Linked DNA regions of Oryctolagus cuniculus: region 2 is linked to region 1. Evidence: chromatin contacts called from public Hi-C data. All regions are on one chromosome and are shown on one strand. Each heading gives the region's core, a stretch centred on a gene start, on an enhancer-like site or on the middle of the called end of the contact. The rest is flanking DNA. Distances are from core to core; before and after follow the strand shown. Region 1 overlaps TSPAN12 (tetraspanin 12). Region 2 holds the start of TSPAN12 (tetraspanin 12).

The links. Hi-C and Micro-C count contacts between places; a contact is called where the count stands out from the background.
Region 2: a contact with region 1 is called in a Hi-C map of an unstated tissue, with 2.8 times the contacts expected there. The contact joins the promoter of TSPAN12 here to the enhancer-like site in region 1. A contact is called at or near these places in 2 of 6 Hi-C or Micro-C datasets (ear pinna and an unstated tissue).

Annotation. Positions count from the first base shown.
Region 1 is chr3:156,785,768-156,789,876 of mOryCun1.1, forward strand. The region is part of intron 6 of TSPAN12 (tetraspanin 12); the gene reads right to left. Among named protein-coding and RNA genes, the nearest start is that of TSPAN12, 60 kb to the right of the region's middle. Within about 2 kb of position 2,149, at least 2 of the 8 cell types and tissues checked have an H3K27ac peak or open chromatin away from gene starts, as enhancers often do.
Region 2 is chr3:156,846,282-156,850,117 of mOryCun1.1, forward strand. It overlaps TSPAN12 (tetraspanin 12), which reads right to left and starts at 2,025. Exons shown (of 8, transcript XM_017342722.3): 1 at 1,881-2,025; 2 at 1,441-1,624; 3 at 430-565. The coding sequence starts at 495.

The DNA of each region.
Region 1 (4,109 bases), core at 899-3,398:
GACTAAGGCTCATCCCCTACCTGCACAGGGCATCTTGCCCTAACAGATTTAATAGACACACCGGTAAACCAAATAGTGGAAATCCTCTATCTTATTATTAAACCTCTAATGACAAAGAGTAATTAGTCAAATTTGTATATTGCCTAGTCACTATTTAATTCCTCAACATATTGAATCATGAGTTTCCACAATTAATCTCCATAGAACAACTGACTGATCAAAGCCCACATCGCAAAGGTTACCTGCCTTGGATTCTCTAATGAGCAAAATTTCCAAAAACTTTAGAAAATGAACAAAATTTTGGCCAACTAATTTTCCCTCAACTGAATGAGGTTCTTGAACTAAACCACCATATTCCATCACTATATCTGCAGAAATGATGCACCTATAACACGAATAAAGTAAAACTTAGGAAAAGCTATATTGCACTTCTTACAATAAGAAAAATATACTTTCTCTTGTCTCATCTCTCCTAAGATTCGCAAAAGCTTTCTCTGGTCAAGGTGTAGAAGCACTGCTTCAGGACACCTATAGATTAGATTCAAAACAATTAGCCATGATGAATAATTTTCTGCCCTTGGATAGGGGACGATTCCTCTTATCTCTTTCACGGAACAGGGCAGTCACTGAGAACTTAGCCAAGGGCAATCAGCTATGCCCCACAGATCAATGTATGCCCAAAATGAGCCCTGCATCTTAAAATATTACAATCCATCATCCCTTCAAAACTTAACTTAAATCAATTTTGAAAAACTCTGAACTTCTTGTGCAAAAGGAGACAAGCAAAACCACTAGCATTTGTTTTGCATTTTCTACACATGCCTAAATATCTAATTTTTAAAAAGAAATCAAATCATCTTAAAGGATGATTAATGATGAATTGCTAAAAGATTTAATATTAAAATTTTGAAACCCTTTTTTACATTTTTTAGTATTATCTTTTGTACACTTGCTTTAAAAGCTATGTATAGACCATAAGCATCACAAATTAAGTCAAATTCTAAAAGCCATGAGTATACTACAACCATCAGCAAGTATATCAAACATAATTTGACATTACGTAGTTTACATAACTTACTGAGTATCCTTTAAAATATAAAGTAAAAAGACGTCACTTGGTTTTAAAAAAAAAAAAAACTACTGTATTTCCAACTTAGTCTTTTTAAATCCTTACTCTTAGAGAAGACTCATTTCTCTAACTGGCTAAGGACACAAGCCCTCTCTCTGTTGATGACACAAGGGCAGCTCTTGGAGGATTCCTTCTCCTCGCACAGTGGAACAAGCCCATTCATCTGGCCGTGTCAGGAAGTGAGGTGTTCCTTCCACATAGCTGCCTTTTCTGAACAGGTTAAGCACATCATGTTCTGTGTTGAAGTTTCTTTTAAATAATTTATTTTTTGTCTTTTTAAATAGTTGTCATTCTTCTCCAAGAGAAGATAGAGTTTGTACTGAAACTTTTCCTGAAAACTCCCTGGTAAGTCCCATACCATGCCAACACATTACTGTGGTGACATCACATTGTCATTTCCCTACCTGCTTTAATTCCACATTGTGGGTTAGCACCACTCTTACTTACCCTGTGTCAAGTTCTAGAAAGTGAAATCACCATTCCACTTATGAATAAACAAAGCCCTTGAATGGCCAAACAACTCACCATAGTCACAGGCTAGTATGTAGCAGAACCTATTTATTCCAAAGTTTATGCTCCAAACACTATTGTAAAATAAATAAATATATTTTTAAATCTAGATTTTTAATTCATTAATTTGTTTATTTATTTGAGACAGACAGAAACAAAGAGCTCCCCAAATGCCTGGAACAGCAGAAGTTGGGCCACACTAAAACAGGGAGCTGGGAACTCAACCCAGTTCTCCCACGTGGGTGACAGGGACCCAAGTGCTTGAGCCAATACCTGCTGTTTCCCAGGGAGTGCATTAGCAGGAAGCTGGAAACAAGAGCAGGGCTGGGATTTGAATCCAGGCACTGCTGTATAGGGTGTGGGTGTGTGGGTGTTCCAAGAAGTCAAACACTCTCCCCTTCCCCCCAGCCAACCAAAGGTAGGCTGCCTAAAAAATCTTAAGGAAGAGTCCATTACAAGGTGATTGATGAGTCATCAAGCTTCACTGACTGATGAGTCAGAAAACTGGGCTTGGCAAGGTCATTCCCAGCTCCATGAGGTATTTCGGAAGAGGGGTTTTATGGGCTGACATGTGTCCTCCCCTAACCCAAATTCTTACATTGAAATTCAAGCCCCTGGGGCCTCAGAGTGTGACCGAATGTGGGAATAGGGTCTTCGCAGAGTTAAAATAAGGACACTGGAGCAGGGGACGGGAGAGGGGCTCTAATCCAACAGGACTGAGGTCCTTTCCAGGAGAGGAAATCTAAACGGAGTCATGGACAGCGGGAAGACAACGTGAAGTCACAGAGAGGAGACGGCCATCCACAAGCCAAGGAGAGCGGCCTCAGCGGAGACCAACCCCACCAACACCTTGATCCCTGACTGCTGCCAAGCCCTAAAACTGGGAGAAAGAAACCTGTATTATTGAAGTCCCGGTCTGTGGTGTCTGGCTATGGCATTCATTGCAAACGAGTGTAAGAGGCACTAACAAGCTGGTTCAGGGTCCTCAGAGGTACGAACCACCTCCCTTTATGTGAAACGGAGTACGAGACAGGGCAGATCTGACCATGTGACAGCTCTAGGAACAAGGGTGTGTCACCAGCAGTGCTTACACACTACCATCAGGAAAAAACAAACTTGTTTGGATCATCACAGTCACTACAAGTTCCAGAAAAACAAAGTGCCCTGGAGAGCTCCTCCCAGGACAGTGGCCGAACACAGCTCACCGTGAATTCCCTAAGGGCTTCCCTTATTTTCTCTTCGTGATTTTTTTTTTAGTACACATGCACAGTAAACAAAGTCAGGAAGCACTGACACCAACAGGAAACCTGGGTTACAATGATCATTTTTACCATCTCAACCACTGTGAAACAAAGGTCCTGGAGATTGGCCTGGACTTGAATTCCTGCCCATGACTAGGATACGATGACTGAGCAGAGAGCTGGTGACCTATCACAGAGGGCACCATTTCTCAAACGCTCCATGGCCCTGCTCTGGTTTCGTCCAGATACATGAAAGGAAACAGAATCTTGATCACCTGAGAATGTCCCTTCAATCACAAGGAAACTGCTCGAGACAAGATGTTGGCTGGAAGCAAGATGAATGGCTAACTTCAAGTCACCAGATTTAAAAAATTTAAATATAATGTTTACTTTTTTTTTTTTTGACAGGCAGAGTAGACAGTGAGAGAGAGAGAGACAGAGAGAAAGGTCTTCCTTCCGTTGGTTCACCCCACAATGGCAGCTGCGGCCGGCACACCGCACCGATCCGAAGCCAGGAGCCAGGTGCTTCTCCTGGTCTCCCATGGGGTGCAGGGCCCAAGGACCTGGGCCATCCTCCACTGCACTCCCGGGCCACGGCAGAGAGCTGGACTGGAAGAGGGGCAACTGGGACAGAACCGGCGCCACAACCGGGACCAGAACCCGGTTTGCTGGCGCCGCAGGTGGAGGATCAGCCTATTGAGCCGTGGCACCGGCCTTATAATGTTTTATTTAACATTAAATATAGTCCTTGTTGAAGAAGATGGTTGGGTACAGTGCTACATGGCAGTTTAGTAAGAAGACTAAAAGCACCTATACTTCATGATGGTACTGCCAATCCGCATTTTTATTTAATCTCTTCAACAACCCAAGCAGGTACTCTTATGATCCCAATTTACAGGAGAGGAAAGTGAGACAAGGAAGTAAATTACAGAAGGTCAATTAATAGTACACATTAGAGCTAGAATTTGAACCAAGGCCTTTTTGCCTGGAAAGCTCATGCCTTTAATGATATATGCACTGATTCCCAAAAGAGAATAATCTTTTAAAACTTAAAATTGGCCGGCGCCGCGGCTCACTAGGCTAATCCTCCGCCTTGCGGCGCCGGCACACCGGGTTCTAGTCCTGGTCAGGGCGCCGGATTCTGTCCCAGTTGCCCCTCTTCCAGGCCAGCTCTCTGCTATGGCCAGGGAGTGCAGTGGAGGATGGCCCAAGTCCTTGGGCCTTGCACC
Region 2 (3,836 bases), core at 775-3,274, 60 kb after region 1:
CAAGAAAAAATATTAAGAGCGCCAGTCCCAACCAAACTTCATAGGCTAGGGTGACATGGAGAAACAATGTATGGCTTGCACAGTTATCTGAAAGTCCTGCAAACAAGCGGTTCCCTAAGTAGTATGTCATAATTTTCTTATCGACGGGTACAAGCACGTGTATTTATTTATATCCCTAGATTAACTTCAAGTCTAATTTTACTGCCGCTAGTATCCAGGGGTGGATTTCTTTTTTCTAATTACAAATGTAGCTCGAGTTAGATCAAAGGCATTTCAAGAAGGTCAAATTTTGCTTCTGTAAAAATAGAGGGTGTGAGCCCATGTAATTAAATAATGCTTGGCCATGCCCTCTGGCGCATTATCTGGTGGCTTCAGGAAGCCCGGTCCAGCCGTCCCCACCTGTTGGCGCCGTGGAACTGTTTGACTTACCCAGAAAAGCAGATTGAGGGCATAGAGCAGGCAGCGCAGGCACTTCACGGAGTCTTCTCTGGCCATTGTGAGCCCCGCGAGGGAGAAGCCCCATCCTTTCACCACATCCTATCCTCGCCGGCCAAAAAGGAGCGATCTGCCGGGCGCGGGGGAGAACAGGGGACTTGTCAGCAGGCAGCCCTCCAGGGCCAGCCCCACCCTCCGTCCCCGGCTGGGTCCGGAGGGTCCCAAAGCCTGGTTCCTCGGAGACACCCTTCATCAAAACGCCCCTGTTAAAGCTGCAGCACTGAGCTCCCAGAAGTTCCCACCCAGCTTCAGATAACACCTGCCGGGCAAAGGAAAGACAGGCTCTGGGGATGAATGAAGGCGCACAGTAAACTCCCGTTCTCAGGGGACACTCGGCGGGTACCTCTGCTTTCCCACGGGACTCCTTAAAACCTCCCTCGACCCGCGCCCCTCCTGGGGGACAGTTCTGCTTGGAGCTGTCCCCGGGAGACGTCACAGGCGCCACTGGCGAGCCGGAAGGCACTCGCGCCCTCCTCCTTAGGACGGCTCCCGAGCCCACCAAACTCGCACGTCCGCACCTCCCGGTCCCGCAGCTCGGGCATGAACACGGGGGACCGGAGGGGGCGCAGCGCGTAGCAGGGATTCCGCCCGGCGACTAGGGTTTCCTTGGGACAATGTGAGAAATGAGGTTTTCGGTCCCAGAATGATGGATTAGCCCGAGTGGGGGCGGGGATGGGGAGGGGGCGCCGGTGCAGCTGTGCAGACGCCGGGTTAGTCACTGGGTCGCCCTCCCCCGGCCCCGGCCACTCAGAGAGACAAGACGGAGCGCTCCCGGCCGCCTGCGGAGCACAAAGCCGGCGCGGCCAGCAGCCCCGCCACCGCGTGCGCGCGCCCCCGGCAGGGCGCGGGGGTCAGCTCGGAAGCCAGCCTCGAAGTGGCTGAGCACCCAGCCGCCGGGCTGGTGGCACCGCGGGCAGGGAGGACCCGAGACGCGCGGTCACTCACCGTTGGCGCAGGGCTCCGCGCCCCACTCCCGCCGGGGAACAGTCGGGGACACACACTGGGGACTCATCGAGGCAGGGACCCTCCTCCCGCACAGCCAAAGAACTGCATGGGCTCAAACTGCAGACGCTTCCTTCTCTTCCTCTCCCCTCGCCGCCGCCGCCGCCGCCGCCACAGCGGCCGCCTCCTGGGAAAAAAGGGGAAAAAAAAAAAAAAAAAAAGTCCTGGGCAGCAGTTGCTGGAAAGTCTCTGCTAAGCCACCTCCCAGCGCCGCTGTCCCTTCCCTCCCAAGTCCTTGCCAAGTCCGGACGAGGCAGCGGCGGCAGCCAGGGCCAGCTGCACAAACTCTCAGCGCATGCTCGGGCCGCTGGCTGCCGGGGTTGGGTCCTAGTGGGTGTTTCTTGTCCCCCTCACCCGGCGAGAGACCCCAAAGGGCTCCTCACCTCTGCAAGACACGGTGCAGGAAAAAGATAGAGCCTGGAAACTTTGCTCAGCAAACCCCTTTAAAATGGTGGGGTCGGAGAAATGGAGGCTGGGTTACGACCATAGCGAAGCAGGCTTTTATTATATGAAAATATTTGTGTTTGAGAAGGGGGGTAATGGGTGGCTCAGCCCAGTTCCTGCAATGAGAAACTCGTTTTCACAACCTTAATGGAACCACCTCCTGTGATTTGTCACTAGCGTGGTGCCCTATGAACCTCCTGATGGCTCGGCTGCCCTCCCCGGTTGTGAAAAACAGTTCTTTCCCCCTTCATGCACCACTAACGGCACTCGGGGCCACCGGGGCCACTCTGACACCCAGAAGAGGGAGGGAACGCGCTTTAAGGGCTTCACAAGTAAGGCAAGATGAAAGTTGCCAGAATGTCTCCCAGCAAACTTGTTTGGAGTTTTCAATGAGTGATTGATCTTGAAATATGTAGTTGGCAGTGGGAGTTCGGAAAAGTGCCTCTTTGCATGTTTTTACTGAGAAACTAACAGTTTCAAGTAAGACTAGGCGACGATCCTTCCAAAGGTATCTTACCTTTTAGAAATAAGTTTCACACTCCAGAAAAATCACTGGGTCATATTCTCCACTTTCAATTTGGATTTTTTTTTTTTTTTTTTTTTTGACAGGCAGAGTTAGAGAGAGAGAGAAAGGTCTTCCTTTTTCTGTTGGTTCACCCCCCAAGTAGCCGCTATGGCTGGTGCATTGCAGCCAGTGCGCCACGCTGATCCGAAGGCAGAAGCCAGGTGCTTCCTCCTGGTCTCCCATGCGGGTGCAGGGCCCAAGCACTTGGGCCATCCTCCACTGCCCTCCCAGGCCACAGCAGAGAGCTGGACTGGAAGAGGAGCAACCAGGACAGAATCCGGTGCCCCGACCAGGACTAGAACCCGCAGTGCCAGAGCCGCAGGTGGAGGATTAGCCAAGTGAGCCATGGCGCCGGCCTCAATTTGGGTGTTTTATGCCTCAAAATACAACACGTTTGTGTGATTATTTTTGTGCTCATGGCGTGGCAGATAAACCTTCACCAGCAAATATGAATTACCAGGAATACAAGCAATGTCTTTGAGAAAAGCTAATAACTGGAGTCCTTCAATTTCCTGGCAGGAAAAGAAAAGAGTATTGAAGGCCTGCCTACCCTTGCCTGCCTGTGTGGGGTCAGTTGCTTTCAGGAACAACACCGGCACGATGGCACACCTTCTCATTCAGAGAGAACTAACATCAAGACCAAAAGATGAAACACCAAGGTCCTGGGTTAGTTGGAAAATCCCCAATAAGTCAGCTAAGCAGTATATCAGACAGAAAGCTTGCAAAGGTGTAATGATTTTAGCCATCCACACAAAGCACTAAGCAAAATGTCCCGTCACCCATCCAATGACTCTGAGTCTGGCACAAAAGCTGCTTCTGGATTCACAGAGGAAAGCAAAGAAATCCATTTTTATCTTCAGTTTCTGTTCAGATCAGGACATGTGGGTGTTATAAGCAGAGCCATCTGAATGCTGTAGGTGCCACACATTCCTGAGAGTAAACACCCCCAGCACTGAGGGGAGTCTGAATCATTAAAACTGAGAAGAGAGGGGCCAGCACAGTGGTGCAGCAGGTTAATCCTCCCTTTGCAGTGCCAGCATCCAGTATGGGCCCCGGTTCGAGTCCTGGCTGCTCCACTTCCAATCCAGCTCTCTGCTGTGGCCTGGGAAAGCAGTGGAAGATGGCCCAAGCCCTTGAGCCCCTGCCCCTGTGTGGGAGACCTAGAAGAAGGTCCTGGCTCCTGGCTTTGGATCAGCCCAGCTCTGGCCATTGTGGCTATTTGTGGAGTGAACCAGTGGGTGGAAAACCTTTCTCTCTGTCCTCTGTCTCTCCCTCTCACTGTCTGTAACTCTACCTTTCAAATAAATAAATAAAATCTTAAAAAAAAAAA